Linked DNA regions of Mus musculus: region 2 is linked to region 1. Evidence: chromatin contacts called from public HiChIP or PLAC-seq data. All regions are on one chromosome and are shown on one strand. The core of a region is the stretch at or near the end of the contact, and the rest is flanking DNA. Distances in the headings are between cores, read along the strand shown.

Region 1 (2,848 bases), core at 232-2,731:
GAGATAGAACCAGCCAAGGAATTTACAATAAGCAGGGTGAAATTCTGTGACACAGAGAGAGCGTACCCTTGTCAGCTCTCAGGGTGACTTCTGTGAATGAAGTCAGGACAGTCAGAGGTTGCAGCCTCCTTTGACTTCCCCTGCCTAGATTTTCACTCCTGCTTTAGATGTCTCTTGGGGAAGAGAGCTCTTTCTAAAGAACTGGCTTGTCTATGTCTGTTTGAGAGGCATGGCAGCACCTGCTGACAGAGCATCCTCTTCCTATGTGAGAAGTCTTGATTTTAACCTATGAGTCAAGAGGGGCCATGCTTTCTATTTTATGCTTGCCAAGTGAAGGTTTTTTTTGTTTGTTTTTTTTTTTAAGTATATGAGGATAAGTGAACAGATTGGGGAGACGGTACAGTTTGGTAAAGTGTTTGCCATACAATCATGAGGCCCTAAATTCAGATCCACAGCACCCTCATACAAAACAAAACAAAGAAACAAGCAAACAAACAAAAGCTGAGTACAGTCACACACTATTTTCTCAGAACATGTTCCAGGAGTTATTTGGGGAGAGCAGAATGCTACAGAGCATTTCTAGTGCCGTGACCATTTGGTGCAGTTTCTCATGTTGTGGTGAGCCCCTAGCCACAAAACTGTTTGCATCTCTACATCCTAACTGTAATTCTGCTACTGGTATGAATTGTCAATGTAAATATCTGATCTGCAGGATATCTGGTATAAAACCATTGTGAAATGGCCATTCAGTCCCCAAGGGTGTTGTGAGCCACACGTTGAGAACTGTTGATACGAACAATTGAAAACTTTGGCCTCTAAGCTCCAGTTTAAATTATTGTACACATCTGACATCTGACAAAGATAATGCCAAGGTTTGAGTAAGTGCCCAGGCACTTATTAATTAAAAATGTATCTGAATCTACTACATAGTTATGAAGAGGAAGAAATATCCATGTGGAATTAATTTTTTGAAGAAATGCTATGTTTGATATGATATGCTTGTTTTCTGTTAGGTAACAATGCAGCTGAGAAGTGGAATTTACTGAGGGGAGGTGGCCAACAGAGATGGCTCTCCTCTTTGTATTTCCTTTCCAGGCATTTACATTTTAGAGCCTTGTGATCAGAGGACAGGATGAGGTTTGTAAGCATCAATCCCTGTGTTCCCAGGGACTGATTTACCTTGAAAATTCTTCTGGGAAAGAAAGCTGGTTTTTCCCTCCCCAGGAGGAAGAAGCCTGTTTCAAAGAGTTCTAGAAAAGTGAAGTTTCAGGTGATTTTTTTAAAAATCACAAATGCATAGAATCAAATAAAACACTGATGTCCGTAACCCCGTTATCAAAAGTCCTCCCTGAAAGCCAAGCGAAACCTGACTTGATTTTAAAAGTTAAAATAAAAAAGTGGAGCATAAGTCCATTGTTGCAGCCACAGCTCGAAATAAGGTCTTGATAACAATGTTCACCAAGCTGTGACGTGGCAGAGCCCCAGGGGAATATGATTAGGACTTGTAGTTAAGAGACAGCTGCCCCGTGGGACCACATTCTGACCCATGTGCATACTGAGATGGTTGAAAACCTTTGTAATCTTGGTGAACTTAGCAACACAGCCATCCCTAGTGATTAAAAAAAAATAACCCCAAGGAGAGTACTAATTCCAAATTTAGCTCCAGCCTCCACCAACCTGGTCATAAGAGAATATTCCATTTATGTTTTGGATACAAATAGTTCCCAGTGTGCTTCTGTCTTGGGAAATTAAATGATGAGTGTGGAGGAAGTCTCATTATAACTTGCTTCTGAAATGGGTGTGATATTAATCTTTTATTCTGACCATACATTTCTCCCAGTCTAATTAAAAAGTATTAGCATACAAATATTAGCCATTACTGATTTTTTGAGAAATTTTAATTTTGTTACCCCTTCCCCAAACTAACCCAGCCTAGAACTCTCCTTTCTTCTTTCACATGATGAATATCCTTTTGTCCCCATTATCCCTTCTCAGCATCTCTTGTTATCCTCTCCTAGACTCCTGTCTAGTTACACAGCCTGGACTCACACTCTCTTAACATCTCATTTATATGCCTATAAGCATTAAGAAGTAAATCCATATATGAGAGAGAAAATGAATTTTTTTCTTTCTATTTGAATCGTCTCACTTAATATAATACTTCTCACATCAATGCATCTTCCTGAAAATTTCATCATTTCATTTTTCTTTATAGCTGAGTATTATTCCACTGCAAAAATTTGAATATTCCACTATTCTGTTGATGAATGTCTAGGCTGGTCACGTTCTCTTGCCTTTGTGAATGGAGCAGCAATAAACATAAGTGGGCATGTATCTCTGTGACAGGGTATAGAGTCCTTAGGTATAAACCAAGGAGTCATATGGCTGTACCGTCAAATATTCTAAGTCTTCCTAAGATGCTCTCGATTAGTTATCCAAACTGCTGGGGTGAGCAATGCTTAGATGCAATGCTAATCGACTATCAGGATTCAGTGAGAGTAATATTTTTCTGTTGTTTTGATTTTGTTTTTTGGTTGAACAGCATCCTGAAATGTCAACTTGACTTTCTGATTCTGTACTGAAAGCTACAAACTCTTCATGTAAACAGAGCCATAGCACACCTATCCATTTCTTAAATGGTAACACTAAAAGCCTGTAGTCTTTCTTCAACACTTGAAAGGAAAATTAGTCTTGCAATATGATTGTAATCTCTAATTGTAGGCATGAAGCTGGATGCCATGAACTCAGAGCCCTGTGGGGCAGATCATGCATTCTCTCAGTCTCTAAAGTCTCTTGCTTTGCACTGATTTCTGTGGCCCAGCTGGCATCTCTTTGGGAAGAAGTCAAG
Region 2 (2,700 bases), core at 74-2,573, 93 kb before region 1:
GCTCAAGGGACTGACCACCTGTTTGCATCTACTGTTCAGCTCGAGCTTGACAGGAGCTCTGTGAACATAGAAAACTCAACAAATTGACTTTCAATTTCAATTTATGTTTCCACTCCAGTGTCTATAATTGTCACTACTACTCTCAGAAAAATGTCACTCCTAGAAGTGATCTGTTAGGTAAGAGAGGGAGGAAACGTAGAAGGAGGTAGGGGTGGAAACTCACTGCCAGGTTCTATCTGTTTAAATAACTGTCCTGGGAACTAAAAGGCAAGAGAGTCCACTGAGGCCCAAGGGGCACCTGGTGTTAATTCTTGGTTTGTTTCTATTCCTAACCACTTACAGCCCCTAGCCACTTACAACCCCTACCATCTATATAGCCCCTTACTACCTATATAGCCCCTAACTACCTATAGCCTTTTTACTTTCTTTTAATCTTCTCCTCCAAGCAAACTAAATGGCTCCCTAAAGCTTCTGGACTATTAAAGGCTGAATTTAAGAGATTCTCATAAATAATCAATTTCTCAGTCTCCTGGGATCTAAATGCCAATGAATGGAAATAGTATTTTATCAGTGTTGTAGGGAAATGACACTGAAAGAGTTGGTCACTCAGCAGCTCCTTCCATGGCTGGAAGGTTAGTTGTTATTGTTGTTGTTGTTGTAATATCGAAGCTTTAGTAAAACCAAAAATAATACTTGAATTCAGTTTGGGAATAATCTTTAAAGATATACCATGGTGGTCTCAAATAGTTTATAAAATTTCCAACTCAAAATTCACTTTCTATTCCCTCTGATAAGATCATTACTGAAAATATATTCATAACACCCAGGAATGAGATCGGGTGAGAAAAAAACCAATCCTGTGTAAAGGTGTAACGCCCACACGGGAGCATTAATAGCTTTATTTTTTCTTTTTAATGGAGCAGAGAGCACCCATGTTCACGCTTTCGCTTTTCTACCTGCCTGCCAGGAAGCTTTCTTGCCAAAATTCCTAAGTTAATAAAAATGATAATCAGAGGAAAGTGTTAACATATTAGTCTACAAATTACTTTTCTTTAAGTTTGGAAGCATTTCTTGAGACTTGTCAAAGGTAACATCGTTTTTTCTTTCTCTCCCTTTAAAGCACAAAGCAAAATCCTTCTGTCTCCCCCACCTCTCCTTTTAAAAAAGTTGTAGAGTTTTGCCTTTCTGCTCACTGCACTCCTGGCCAAAGTAAGCCCTCTTTCTCAATGACGTCAAGATCTTTAGCAAGATTAGGCTTTCATTTCTCTATTGCAGCAATTAGCCAGGGAATGTATAAAAGGCTTCAGGGAGACTCACTAGCTGCAGAGAGAGGCACTCTGCAGCCAGCGGAGGCAGAAGATAGCAAAGAGGGAAACGCCAGAGGGAGGGGGCAGAGGACAGCCGCTCCTGGAGAACCTGGAGAAAGGACAGGCAGAGGGAGACAGGCTGGGAGGAGGAGAACAGAAAGTATGTTTACAACGGAGTAAAGACAGAGCGAAAGAAAGAAAGAAAAAAAGAAAGAAAGAAAGAAAAAAACCCCAAACAAACCAAACAACCCCTACCCTTACAGCACAGTTAAGAAATTGGCAGTGCAAGAAGCCAGACAGCGTTTAAAGGAACATGAAAAGCTAAAAGAAAATTTTTACCATCTCTGCAGTCTCATAGGTGCCTGGAAATGAAAGTAGAACTTCCTGTCTTTAACGGACTCTGACAGGGGTAAACTGGATTAGGGACTGGCACGCCAGGGTTTTTGTTGTTGTTGTTGCTGGTGGTGGTGCCTTTTTTTTTTTTTTAAACCATCTTAAATCCTGGAAAAAAATGCATCTCGGAATTGAATGAATTGATGGGTACACTCCAACTGCTGGGCTGCAGAGCCTGAACCTGGTCTTTCCATTTCTGCTTCTTTCAAAGAAGAGACAAGTTGGGATTTCTTCTAATTTAGCTTTTCTCCCTCTCCCTCACCCCCCTCCCAACCTTCCCCTTGGTCCCCCACTTCTCTACCACCACCTTCCTTTGCAAAAAGAAGGTGACTGGGGAAGCAGAGTGCCCAGGAGACTGACCGAGGAGGCAGAGAAGATGGGACTCCTCAGCGTAGACTTGCTGATCACCCTGCAGATCCTGCCAGTCTTTTTCTCCAACTGCCTCTTCCTGGCGCTCTATGACTCGGTCATTCTGCTCAAGCACGTGGCGTTGCTTCTGAGCCGCTCCAAGTCCACTCGCGGAGAGTGGAGGCGCATGCTGACCTCAGAAGGGCTGCGCTGTGTCTGGAACAGCTTCCTCCTAGATGCCTACAAACAGGTGAGCTGCAGCCACTGAGCTTCTCCTGGGTCGCAAGGGCTAGGGGTGTGGAAGGTGTGGGGCTGCTGGCTCTGGGGAGTCCTACTTGGGGTGTCCTCTCCAGTGACTATGTTCCACGGAGTCTCAGTGCCACTTGGGACACCTGTTGCACAGGTTAGATTTGGGAGTGACAGACACGGAGCCACGGGGACTCTTGGTGACTTCAGTAGGAGTCTTTAATGAGGGCTGCTGTTACTTTGCACTGAATTGGCAGTTGAAGGGGTTTGTGCTGGTATAAAATAACTGTAGGTAAAATCAGAGTTCTGGGAGGGGGGCTTGGAACTTGCTGTATTTGTTCTGCCCTTGATATGAGCTGGTTTCTGCTGCTTTGCTTTACATGTGTGATATGTAGGAGAAGGTTTG

What was found. HiChIP or PLAC-seq counts read pairs in DNA pulled down with a chosen protein or histone mark.
Region 2: a contact with region 1 is called in a RAD21 HiChIP or PLAC-seq map of pro-B cells, with 5 times the contacts expected there. The contact joins the promoter of Dio2 here to the enhancer-like site in region 1. A contact is called at or near these places in 1 of 39 promoter capture datasets (pre-B cells), 1 of 15 datasets of contacts at CTCF or cohesin (pro-B cells), 1 of 484 Hi-C or Micro-C datasets (nephron progenitors), 1 of 115 datasets of contacts at active chromatin or transcription factors (embryonic stem cells) and 2 of 9 other capture datasets (adipose tissue and liver).

The regions. Positions count from the first base shown.
Region 1 is chr12:90,644,329-90,647,176 of GRCm38.p6, reverse strand. No RefSeq gene overlaps it. Among named protein-coding and RNA genes, the nearest start is that of Gm26512, 92 kb to the left of the region's middle. Within about 2 kb of position 1,481, at least 23 of the 459 cell types and tissues checked have an H3K27ac peak or open chromatin away from gene starts, as enhancers often do. A contact at or near this core is called in pro-B cells, where this site is marked.
Region 2 is chr12:90,737,661-90,740,360 of GRCm38.p6, reverse strand. Dio2 (deiodinase, iodothyronine, type II) reads left to right here and starts at 1,323. Exons shown (of 2, transcript NM_010050.4): 1 at 1,323-2,298. The coding sequence starts at 2,077. It overlaps Gm26512 (a long non-coding RNA gene), which reads right to left and starts at 2,154. Exons shown (of 5, transcript XR_872906.2): 1 at 2,061-2,154.